2 separate regions of the Mus musculus genome follow, and region 1 is linked to region 2. Evidence: chromatin contacts called from public Hi-C data. All regions are on one chromosome and are shown on one strand. The core of a region is the stretch at or near the end of the contact, and the rest is flanking DNA. Distances in the headings are between cores, read along the strand shown. Region 1 holds the start of Nek2 (NIMA (never in mitosis gene a)-related expressed kinase 2). Region 2 has its middle 25 kb from the start of Nenf.

The links. A called contact is a pair of places that touch in the nucleus more often than the background predicts.
Region 1: a Hi-C map of the N1E-115 cell line shows a contact between it and region 2, with 21 times the contacts expected there. The contact joins the promoter of Nek2 here to the enhancer-like site in region 2. A contact is called at or near these places in 19 of 39 promoter capture datasets (the 3T3-L1 cell line, 3T3-L1-derived adipocytes, the C10 cell line and 11 more), 5 of 15 datasets of contacts at CTCF or cohesin (the NIH/3T3 cell line, embryonic stem cells, large pre-B cells and 2 more), 70 of 484 Hi-C or Micro-C datasets (the 63-12 cell line, B cells, the Ba/F3 cell line and 38 more), 23 of 115 datasets of contacts at active chromatin or transcription factors (the 230-238 cell line, the HPC-7 cell line, T-cell acute lymphoblastic leukemia and 15 more) and 3 of 9 other capture datasets (adipose tissue, liver and macrophages).

The regions. Positions count from the first base shown.
Region 1 is chr1:191,818,522-191,824,066 of GRCm38.p6, forward strand. It overlaps Nek2 (NIMA (never in mitosis gene a)-related expressed kinase 2), which reads left to right and starts at 2,952. Exons shown (of 8, transcript NM_010892.3): 1 at 2,952-3,220; 2 at 3,626-3,843; 3 at 3,971-4,211. The coding sequence starts at 3,125.
Region 2 is chr1:191,289,825-191,295,548 of GRCm38.p6, forward strand. No RefSeq gene overlaps it. Among named protein-coding and RNA genes, the nearest start is that of Nenf, 25 kb to the right of the region's middle. Within about 2 kb of position 2,802, at least 132 of the 459 cell types and tissues checked have an H3K27ac peak or open chromatin away from gene starts, as enhancers often do. A contact at or near this core is called in the Ba/F3 cell line, the N1E-115 cell line, the NIH/3T3 cell line and 12 more, where this site is marked.

The DNA of each region.
Region 1 (5,545 bases), core at 1,702-4,201, 530 kb after region 2:
GTGGTCATTGTGGCTGAACACTCTCACCTAGGGCCTCTCTCTATACTCCCAGGACAGCTCCCCCGAGATACAGCTGGCATGGCTGAATACTTCAGGGATCATTTGGAATCTCTGTGTAAGTCTTAATAACAGGCCTTACTGCATCTTTATTTAACAAAGCTTTTTTTTTTTTTCTGCCTTCTCTATTGCAGGACTTACACTGGCCACAAGCAGTTTGATGTTCAGCTAGAAAACAATCACAGATATCACGACAGAATTGATTTACACTGTTCTCTGAACATCTTGGATGAGGCCCCTCAGAGCAGAGGTGACAAGGTTGGAATTCCGCCTTGCAGGACAAGTTGTGTCCTCTGGATAAACATAATAGAGGGAGCATGCTGTTGCCTTGAGTAAAATCCTGGGCAGAAGCAGCTCAGGAAGAGGTGGGTTCAACTGTTTCACAGTTCATCAGCCTTGGAAAGCAGAGACTTTACAGCCTGGCATGGTGTTGCATGCCACAAGCAGGTGGATCTCTGAGTCTGAGGCCAGCCTGGTCTACAGAGTGAGTTCCAGGACAGCCAGGGCTATACTGAGAAACCCTGTCATGAAAACAAAACAAAACAAAACCAAAAAGAAACTTGATGCTTCTGGTCACTTTGCACCTGCAGCCAGGAAACAGGAAGAGATAAACAAATGTGTGTGCTTACCTAGCCTTCTCTTTTTTATGTAGTCCTAGACTGGTGGTTTGCATGAGAATGGTCCCCAGAGGCTCATATATTTGAATGCTTGGTCCCTACTTGGTAGGTCTGTTCTGGGAAGTTATTAGGAAGTGTAGCCTTGTTGGAGGTGTGCCACTAAGGGTGGGCTTTGGGGTTTTAAAAGCCCATGCCAGGAAGAGTCTCCCTCTCTCTCCCTTCTCTCTGTGCTCTGTGGTTCACATCTCAATCTGGAAGCTCTCAGCTACGGTTCCAGTGCTATCACGCCTGCCTGCCACCATGTTTCCTGACATGAGGATAATAAAGGACTCACTCTCTGAAACTGTAAGCCCCCAATTTAAATGCTTTCTTTTGTAAGTTGGCTTGGCCATAGTGTTTCTTCGCAGCAACAGAAAAGAAACTAAGCAAGGACCAAAGAACATTGTTGCCCACTTTTAGGGTGTGTCTTTTCCATTCGATTAATTTAACATAAACCCTCACAGGCATGCTCGGAGGCTGACCTAATCTACGCTGTCTCTACAAGTGTACCCAAAGGCTTGACCCCCTAGGTGATTCTACATCCTGTCAATCAACAGTAACCAAGGTGGGGTAAGGCACGAGGTAGGGATGCAAGTGGAACTTCTAACAACTGGAAGGACAAGTACCAAGTTAGTCTTGAGAAGCTGAGAAAGTGTGTTGTGTTTGGAGCGAAGAGTAAGAGCTCTTTGTCTAGAAAGAAGATGAAAGGTTGTGTGTGAAGCAGGCTGGTCAACAAACTCAACATAAGCATCAGTACACCCATCACATACACACCACACGCCTATACACCACATATCACAAACACACCACACACACAACATGCTACACATATCACATACAACACTCTACACATCATAAACAACACACACAGCACACACACACACAACATACTACACACATTACATACGACACACACACACAAACATACCACACATATCACATACGACACACACACAAACATACCACACACATCACATATGACACACACACACCATATAAATGACCTCAGGCATTTGTAGCTCCTTATATAATTTCTGAGACCTAAATTAATCCTACCCCTTTGAGGTGTGACAATGTCCTTGAATGCTAATTTAAAAGTTCTCCTGGCTGGCAATTCCAATTAGCTTATACTAAATTCAGCGCACAAAATACATTTATTTTTAACATAAGGAGGCTTCTAATTCTTATTAATAGGACATTGGGTTCTTTTTCAATCACAGCATGAACAGATATTTTAAGAACAATGACCCATTTATGCAGCAGATTATTAGCTTTCTGGTAATGCACATTACCCCCCACCTGCTCTGGATGGAAGCCTTTAGCTCCCCTTCCCCAAGTCAAAGCGGGGCCATGTCACTGGCTATGTGAGCTCAAGTCAGCAAACTGCATGCAGCTCCCGGATTGGCTATTAGGGAACACCTTTTTTTTTTTTTTTTTCCTAACACACTTTTTTGGTAGATGTCTTAGAAGTACAATTTGGCAGTGTGGTGACTCTGTTCTGAATGCTTCCATACTCAGTCCCTAAGCTTTGGATACGTTTCTATGTTCAACAGGTCTCTCAGTTTAATGTTCAGAGATCTAGACTATGCTAACTGTGCTCAGAAAACACATGTCAACTCTGCGTTATTACTATGAATATCCTTTATTCTTATTATTTTTTAATTAGTTCTCTTCTGGGCAGTTGGGCCTAGTTTCTCTCTCTCTGTCTCTCTCTCTCTCTGGGCGTGGGGTGTCTTTCTCGCGGGTGGGGGTAAGGCAGGGACCCTCTACAAAGCTCTGGATGTCCTCAAGCTCACAGAGATCTGCCTGAGCGCGCCACCAAGCCGGGCTGGAACAGGGATTCTGGCTCTCTAGGTGTGAGGACTATAAAGTGCTCGGTGCACTCACCGCACCCTCAGGGTCATCAAATCCTCAACACACAAGGGCTTAGGTTCAGGACCCGAGTGCAGAGGAGTCGGAAAAGGGTGGGGTCAAAGTGGAAAGGTCAAAAGGCCAGTGTCTCCAGTCCAGAGCCTCGGACATCCGTTACCATAGCGACTTCAGCCAAGGAATGGAATTACCGAGGCCCCAACAGGCTTTGCGATCCCAAATCCCAGGGGTTTTCGGCGCGGCTCGTATTCCGTAGAGCAGCTAGACGCAGACACCAACGCCGACGCGGTTGCCTAGCGACACGCATTTTCCCAGGATGCCTAGCAGTGTTGTGTTTTCTCAGCCAATCAGAGTTGAGATGCACCTTCGCTGTGGACCAATAGAATGCGAGGCCGAAGCCCGCGACGGTTGACCCGGTGGCCGGTTGCTCGCCGACTCAGGCAGGCAGACGAGGGGCTCGGGTTTCGGCGCGGTTGGCCTGCAGCGGGCGAGCCTGGGCTCCGAGCGGCGCGGTGGTGTGGTTGCCAGGGTGGCCGCTCGCCATGCCGTCCCGGGTGGAGGACTACGAGGTGCTGCACAGCATCGGCACCGGCTCCTACGGCCGCTGTCAGAAGATTCGGAGGAAGAGCGACGGCAAGGTGAGGCGCCGGGCAGCCCTTCCACGGCGGGCTTAGGGAGAAGCAAGCGTCGCCCACGCTGGGGAGGGGCAGGGCGGCCACCTGAACTCTCGTGAAGGACCGGGCTGTAGCCTCCTAAGAAGGGACGGGCTCGTGGAGCGGGCAGCCGCGGCTGGGAACCGGTGGAGGCGCGAATCCGCGGCGAGCAGAAAGACGAGCTCACGTGACCTGCTTCGCCGCTGCGCCACACGCCGTCCCGGACTCAAGCGCTGGGGATGGTACCGCCCACATTTCGGGTGGGTCTTCCCACTAAATTAACCCGGTCTCGACTCCCTCACTGACACACCCATTGAGTTGTTAGTGTTTTGTTTTTCAACTTTGGAAATTTCACCCTTTGTCTCACACCTTGGAAATGTTGTATTTCAGATCCTGGTGTGGAAAGAGCTTGACTATGGCTCCATGACGGAGGTGGAGAAGCAGATGCTTGTGTCTGAAGTGAACTTGCTTCGGGAGCTGAAACATCCAAACATCGTCAGTTACTATGATCGCATTATTGACCGAACCAACACAACCCTGTACATCGTAATGGAATACTGTGAGGGAGGGGACCTGGCTAGTGTCATTTCAAAGGGGACCAAGGATAGGTAAGGTGAAAGAGCCCCACGGTTCGTATCTAATAATAATTAACTTCCATGTTTGTACGCTCTGAATGACTTGCCCCAGATTGAAGATGGCTTTTATTCAGGGTTGTGAAATGTGCTTTTTCTCCAGACAGTACTTGGAGGAAGAGTTTGTCCTTCGAGTGATGACTCAGTTGACGCTGGCCCTGAAAGAGTGTCACAGAAGGAGCGATGGTGGCCACACTGTGCTTCACCGGGACCTGAAGCCAGCCAATGTCTTCCTGGACAGCAAACACAATGTCAAGCTGGGGGACTTTGGACTAGCTAGAATATTAAATCACGACACGAGTTTTGCAAAAACGTTTGTTGGCACACCCTATTACATGTCTCCTGTGAGTATTTTAGAATTCAACTTTTTTTTTTTCCCTGAGACAGGATTTCTCTGTGTAGCCCTGACTGTCCTGGAACTCACTTTGTAGACCAGGCTGTCCTTGAACTCAAAGTGATTCTCCTGCCTCTGCCTCCCAAATGCCGGGAATAAGGGTGTGAGCTACCACACCTGGCCTAGAATTCAACTTTTTAATATCTTAGGTGAAGCATTCAGATGCAAAGAACTGAGGCTTGGGTTGCTAGTAAATCCAGTAGCTCAGAATTCACAATACAATTTAAGTTTGAGTTTGACTTTGTTCCCCTAATGTTGGGGATTGAACCTAGGCCCTCAGGCATTTGAGTTACACCCCAAAGTCTTTTATATGTATTATGTATTTAAAAATGTTTATTATTTATGTATATATAGTATATGTGTCTTGTGAGTGAGTGCTATGTGTATGGTGAGACCAGAAGAGGGAGTGGACTTACCCTATCCCACACACTCACGCTCAGGGTTCCAGGCAACTGTGAGCCGTCTGACCAGATGCTGGAACTTGAACTCAGGACCCCCGGGAAGAGCAGCAGGTGCTTAATCGCTGACCCCTCCTAGATTTGTTTTCAAAGAGACTTCCTGGCAAACAGTTCTCTGTATTCAACTAGAGCTTTCAAAAGAAAAAGAGAACTAAGGACTTATTTATGTGTATGGGTGTTTGGTCTACATGTATGTAAGTGTGCCACCTGTGTGCCAAATGCCCAAGGGGGTCAGAAGACAGCATTGGACTCTTTGGAGCTAGAGTTATGGATGGATTGAGAGACTGGAAACCATATCCAAGTCTTCTGTAAGAGCAACAAGTGCTGTTAACCACTAAGCCATCTTCAGTGTCCCCCATTTCCCAGAGTTTCACTGTAGTTCTGGCTAGCCTGGAATTCACAAAGATCTGCCTGCCGCTGCTGGGATTAGAGGTGTGAACCATGTTGCTCAGCTTTTGTTTTGTTCTTCAATAACCACAAAATGCTAAATTATAGGGTTACAAATAATGTTTAAGGCAACAATGTTTCCAAGGGGAATAGTGTTTGTTTGTTTTGTTGTTTTTTGTTTTTTCAAGACAGGGTTTCTCTGTGTAACCCTGGCTGTCCTGGAACTCACTCTGTAGACCACGCTGGCCTTGAACTCAGAAATCCGCCTGCCTCTGCCTCCTGAGTGCTGGGATTAAAGGCGTGAGCCACCACTGCTCAGCTGGGAATAGTGTTTAAAGGCAACAATATTTCCGAAGATGTCAGTCCTAAAGTGGTGACTTCAGACTCCCTGGGAGTGTTTATTTTATTTTTTTAACATACGGAGTCCTGGACCCAAAGT
Region 2 (5,724 bases), core at 1,552-4,051:
GGGAGTGTTTGCAATTTCACCTTGCTGTCTGAGGTGTGGAGTCCTCGATGCTCTAGGATACCGTCATGGTGGGAAGACCTATGGGTGAGGCAGGAGGCAGCTCGCAGCAGAATGACACGTCCCCTTTTTTGTTCAGTCTAGGACCTCAACCCATGGAAGGTGCCACCCAAATTCAGGATCTCTTCGGTCCACTCTTAACTCTGGAGATACCTCCATAGACACACCCAAAGGGTCATCTCCTAGGTGATTCTAAATCTAGCAAAGCTGACAATACAAACTCACCTTGGTCACCTTGATACCAAACACTTCTTTACATCTGAGCAGCTTCTTGCTAGTTTGCACTCTGGGCCTTAAACTGCATCCATCATAATTACCAAGGACTAGCCAGGCATGGTGGTGTATGTCTTTTATCCCAGAACCCAGGAAGCAGAGGGAGGCAGATCTTCAAGTTCAAGGCTAGCTTGGTCTACAGAGTGAGTTCCAGGGCATCCAGGGCTACATAGAAAAACCTTGTCTTGAAAAACAAAACCAAATAACAACAACAAAAACCCGCTAAGGACTAATACTATTCTGTATGGTAATGCTATTATCAGTACCTTTTGTTGTTGGGATAAAAAGGACCACAAGGGCAACTTATAGAAGGAAGGGTTGTTTAAGCATATGATCCTGGAGGGCTGGAGTCCATCCTGGCAGGGAGCGGTGGCAGAAGCAGCAGACATGGCAGCAGGATCAGGAAGTGGAGAAATCGCATCTTCAACAGTAACTACAAAGCAAGAAGAGCACACTGCGAGTGAGGTTAGAAACTCCCAACACCCACTCTCTCTCACTAATGGACATCCACCAGAAAGCCTACAGGTTCCAGAGCCTCCCCAAACAGTCAAGCAACTGGGGACCAAGCATCTAAATACCTGAGCCTATGGAGGACATTTCTCCCTCAGACCACCACATTCCACATACATACCACATACCACACACACACTAATACATGCATGCATGCACATGCACACACAAAGGCACACACACACATACATGACCACATTAACAGTTACAATAAGGAATATACTGGGTAGTTCATTTATTATAACTCTTCCTTAGGAATAAAGCCAGAATGCTAGAATGTGTGACATCCTCATTGGTCGTTATGTGGAACCAGCTATCCACAGACTCTCAGGGATGGTGTGGTAAATCCTGAGGCTCTGAGCAAAGGGTCTTCTCATATTTGGTTGAGACTCGTTTAGCCTTTAAGACACCTTCAGGGCTGGTGAGATGGCTCAGTGGGTAAGAGTACCCGACTACTCTTCCAAAGGTCCAGTGTTCAAGTCCCAGCAACCACATGGTGGCTCACAACCATCCGTAACAAGATCTGACGTCCTCTTCTGGTGTGTCTGAAGACAGCTACAGTGTACTTACATATAATAAATAAATAAATCTTAAAAAAAAAAAAAAAAGACACCTTCAGGGGCCAGGGAGCACAAGAAGGGAGGCCGCTGACTCTGTGCTGACTGCCATCCTAGGGACCTAGAGTCGCAGTATCCCAGGCATCAGGTAATATCAAGACCAGACTTGGGCAGTGTCCAGCAGTATGACAGGCCAGGGGCAGGCAGGTGGCACTATGTATGTACAGGAAACATCTTGGCAAGCTGGAACAGTGTCTGTGGTGGTGCAGGTCTGTAATCCCAGCACTCCATAACCAGAGGCCAGCTCGAGCTACATAGTAGCTTTGAAACCAGCCTGGCTACACAGTGAGTAGCAAAAAGCCAGAAAACTAGAGGCTGGGGAGCTGGCTTGTCAGCCAGAACCATCTCGCTCTTGAAGAGGACAGATCCATTCCCAGCACCCATGGCAGGTGGCTCACAGCCAACTGTAACCAGTTTTCTAGGGTGTCTGATGCTCCTGGCTTCTGCAATCACCTGCACACATGTGCACATACCCCTACACATACACATAATTAAAGAAATAATAAGTCAGCCAGGTATAGTGGCCCATGTTTTTAATCCTAGCACTCAGGAGCAGAGGTAGGCAGATCTCTGTGAGTTTGAGGCCAGCCTGGTCTACATAGTGAGTTCCAGGACAGAACAGTCTAATGATCTTCTTCTTCCTCTTCCTCTTCCTCATCCTCTTCCTTCCCTCCCCCTCCTCTCCTCCTCCCCCTCCTCTCCTCCTCTTCCTCATCCTCTTCCTCCCCTCCCCCTCCTCTCCTCCTCCCCCTCCTCTCCTCCTCTTCCTCCTCCCCCTCCTCTCCTCCTCCTCCTCCTCTTTTTCCTCCTCCTCCTCCTCTTCCTCTTCCTCCTCCTTTTACTTCTTCATCCTTTTTTTATAAAGGCCAACACTAAAGAAATTAATAAATAAAAAGTGTCTGCTAGGGGCAGTTCTTCCTTTTTATAGTTCTTAAATGACCAAGATTTTTTACATTACAAAAAGCTTTCTGCTTATAATTAGACCAAATGATCATGTTATTCCACCACAGGGAAACCAGGTTTGGCCCTACACCCAGCAGCTGCTGCTACTATAGGGGCCTTTGGCCTCATGAGACCAGAGCCCCTTTCCCCATGCTAATCTCACAAGATTGCATCCAGCCCTCTCAGCTCAGGCCTGTTTCTGGCAACCACATCTGCCCTCCCTTGTCCTTCCAGGGTTTTCCAGAAATTCTTTGCCACTGTTCCTTGGCAGGAGACTACGGCATCACATGGCCAGTGACTGGTGCCTTCTGACTCACGGAATGGAAAGAAACCACACAGAGAAGCACACAGGGCCTCTGTTGCCAGCCAGGGTGACCACATGGAACGGGAGGTGATTCATCTGAGCCTGCCTGGCATTGGCACTCGAATACACTTGCCTGGAGCTGGGCAGTCAGCCCTTAAGTGATGCGTGGGGTATCCCCCTCCCAGGGCAGAGCAGCCCCTCCTAGGAGGAATAAGTGGCTCTCTGCCTCTGTCCCAAGTGGCTGACAGATGACCAAGGAGGTTGTAGGACAGCTCTGGGGACAGAGGTAATTAGATCAAGAATCAGGGTTGGGGACTTCAGAGAAGAGGTAGACAGGTGGAAGCTGAGTGTGGCTGGGGTCCTTTGCTCCAAATTCTTCATCACACCTGGTGTCTCCAACACAGAGGAGACACAGCTCACCATTCCAGAAGGAATATAATCAGTTGCTCACATAGTCCTTTTCAAGGCCAAGTGCAGAGGGGGCAGGGCACCAAGGGCAAGCGCAACTCTACGTCATTCCCCACTGGGCACCATATGACAGTCCCATTTTATGTATGAGGAAATTTTAACCAGAAATATAAAGCAGGTTGCCGCAGGTGACTGCCACCAGTGACAACTCTAACCACGTTGTGTGGTCCAGCTCTGCTGTGAGCTGCTGATGGATACAACATCCCATGCAAGCTCCACATTTCCCTTCACATACATGGTCTGACATCATCCTCAGAGCAGCACTGTAGGGAGGATGTTAGTGTTCACACAAAATGAGATCAGAAAGAACAGCAAGGCACAGGGTGTGTGATGGACAGGGTGTGTGATGGACAGGGTGTGTGATGGACAGGGTGTGTGGACAGGGTGTGTGATGGACAGGGTGTGTGATGGTTTGTATATTCTTGGGCCAGGGAGTGGCACCATTTGGAGGTGTGGCCTTGTTGGAATAGGTGTGACCTGGTTGGAGTAGGTGTGTCACTGTGGGTACGGGCTTAAGACTCTCACTCTAGTTGCCTGGAAGTCAGTCTTCCACTAGCAGCCTTTGGATGAAGATGTAGAACTCTCAGCTCTGCCTGGACCATGCCAGCCTGGATACTGCCCTGCTCCCACCTTGATGATGATGGACTGAACCCCTGAACTTGTAAGCCAGTCCCAATTAAATGTTTTTTTATAAGACTTGCCTTGGTCATGGTGTCTGTTCATAGCAATAAAACCCTAACTAAGACAGTGTGGTAGCTAGTGTTTCAATTGTGAGCCTAGCCTTTAAAGGCTGAGCTATCTCTCAGCCCCTATGGTGGCTAGTGTTCAAGTTGTGAGCCTAGCCTTTAACTGCTAAGCTATCTCTGATACCTGTGATACTTTTTAATTGTACAAATGATACAAGGTAGACTAGACTGGCAACAGTCTCAGTGAAAGATTCTTTAGATCAGATTGGCCTTGGTGGTGGTGGGACTGTCTTGATTACCTTAATGGCGGTGGAAAGACCGACCTACTGTGGCAACACTAGGCACAGTAGGCAGGGCCCTGGACAATGTAAGAGTGGAGGAAGAGAGCTGAGCAGTAAATATGTATGGATTCCTTTTCTTCACAGCTGTGGCTGGCTGCTTCGGCTTCCTGCCTTGGCCTCGTCACTGTCATGGTCTGTAACCTGGAGTTGTAAACTAAAACAAGCTCTCCCCGGAGTTGTTTGTCAGAGTACTTAACCCCAGCAACAGAAATGCAACACGTACAGAGAGCTCGAATGCTCTGGAGTTACAAAGTGAGTGCTGTGGAACCTCAGCCAGGACCTTCCTAAGCTGGAGCACCGTGGTTTGGGATGTTCCCTGCTGCCTATGGGGAAACCTGGCATGTGCTGAGCTGTAGGGAAGAGCTCTGACAAGGTTAAGGGGATTCAGAAAAGGTCAGCCAAGCCACATGCACAGGAAGATGGGTGAGCTAGAGGGGTAGATGAGGCCCAGACTTCTCCGTGAAGTCATGGAGGCGGTGCAAGCTTGCTTCAGAGAGCCTAACCCTAACCCTCCTCCCTCCTCCCTCTACCCTCCTCCCTCCTGCCTCTTCCCTCCTCCCTCTTCCCTTCCCCTTTCTTTCTCCTCTCTCCTCCTTTCCTCCTCCCTCTCCTCTCCCTCCTCCCTCCTCCCTCTCATCTCCCTCTTCCCTCCTCCCTCTTCTCTCCTTCCTCCCTCTTTCCTCTTCCTTCTTCCCTCCTCTCTTCTTTCTCCTCCCTCTTCCCTCCTCTCCCTCCCTCCCTCCCTCCCTCCTCCCTCTCCTGTCCTTCTCCTCTCTCCTCATTCTTCTCCTTTCCCTCTCCCTCCTCCCTTTGTTCTCCTCTTCTCACTCAACCCCCATCCCTTCTGCAACCAGGTCTCATGAAGTTTGGCCTATAACTTATTAGGCCATAAAAGATGACCTCAAACTCTTAACCCTCAGGCCTCCACCTCCAGAGAGCTATGATTGCAGGCATGTGCCACCACACACCAGGCATGCTAGGTGTTAGAAACAAACAATCTGGGTGTTGCACGGGGGAACACAGAAACAAAGCAAATGTATCTTGGTAACATAATTCTTTTTAAAAACTATTTCATTGTATGTGTGTGGATGCTGTGTCTGCATGCATGTATGTGCACCACATTCATGCTTGATTCCTGTGAAGACCAGAAGAGGCCATCAGATCCCCTGAAACGTGTGTTACACACAGTTGAGAACTACTGTGTGGGTGCTGGGAATCAAACCCAAGTCTCTGTAAGAGCAACAAATGCTCTTAACCACGGACCCATCTCTCCAGCCCTAAGGGTTTTTGTTAAAAGGGTGTGCCAGAATCCAAACCAACAGGACTCCTGCCTTTATCCCTAAAGTAGTCGGTAGCTGTGTTTCATCCATTAATGGGTGCTCAACTTCACAGGCTGACATGATTGGCTAATTGGTGAAAGGAGGAAGGAGAAGGCCAGGAAATGACTTCCTGCTTGGCTGCCTAGCTTTGACTTAACAAAACAAGTTTCTCATAGGCAAGCCCTCTACCAACTGCTCTCTTCTCTC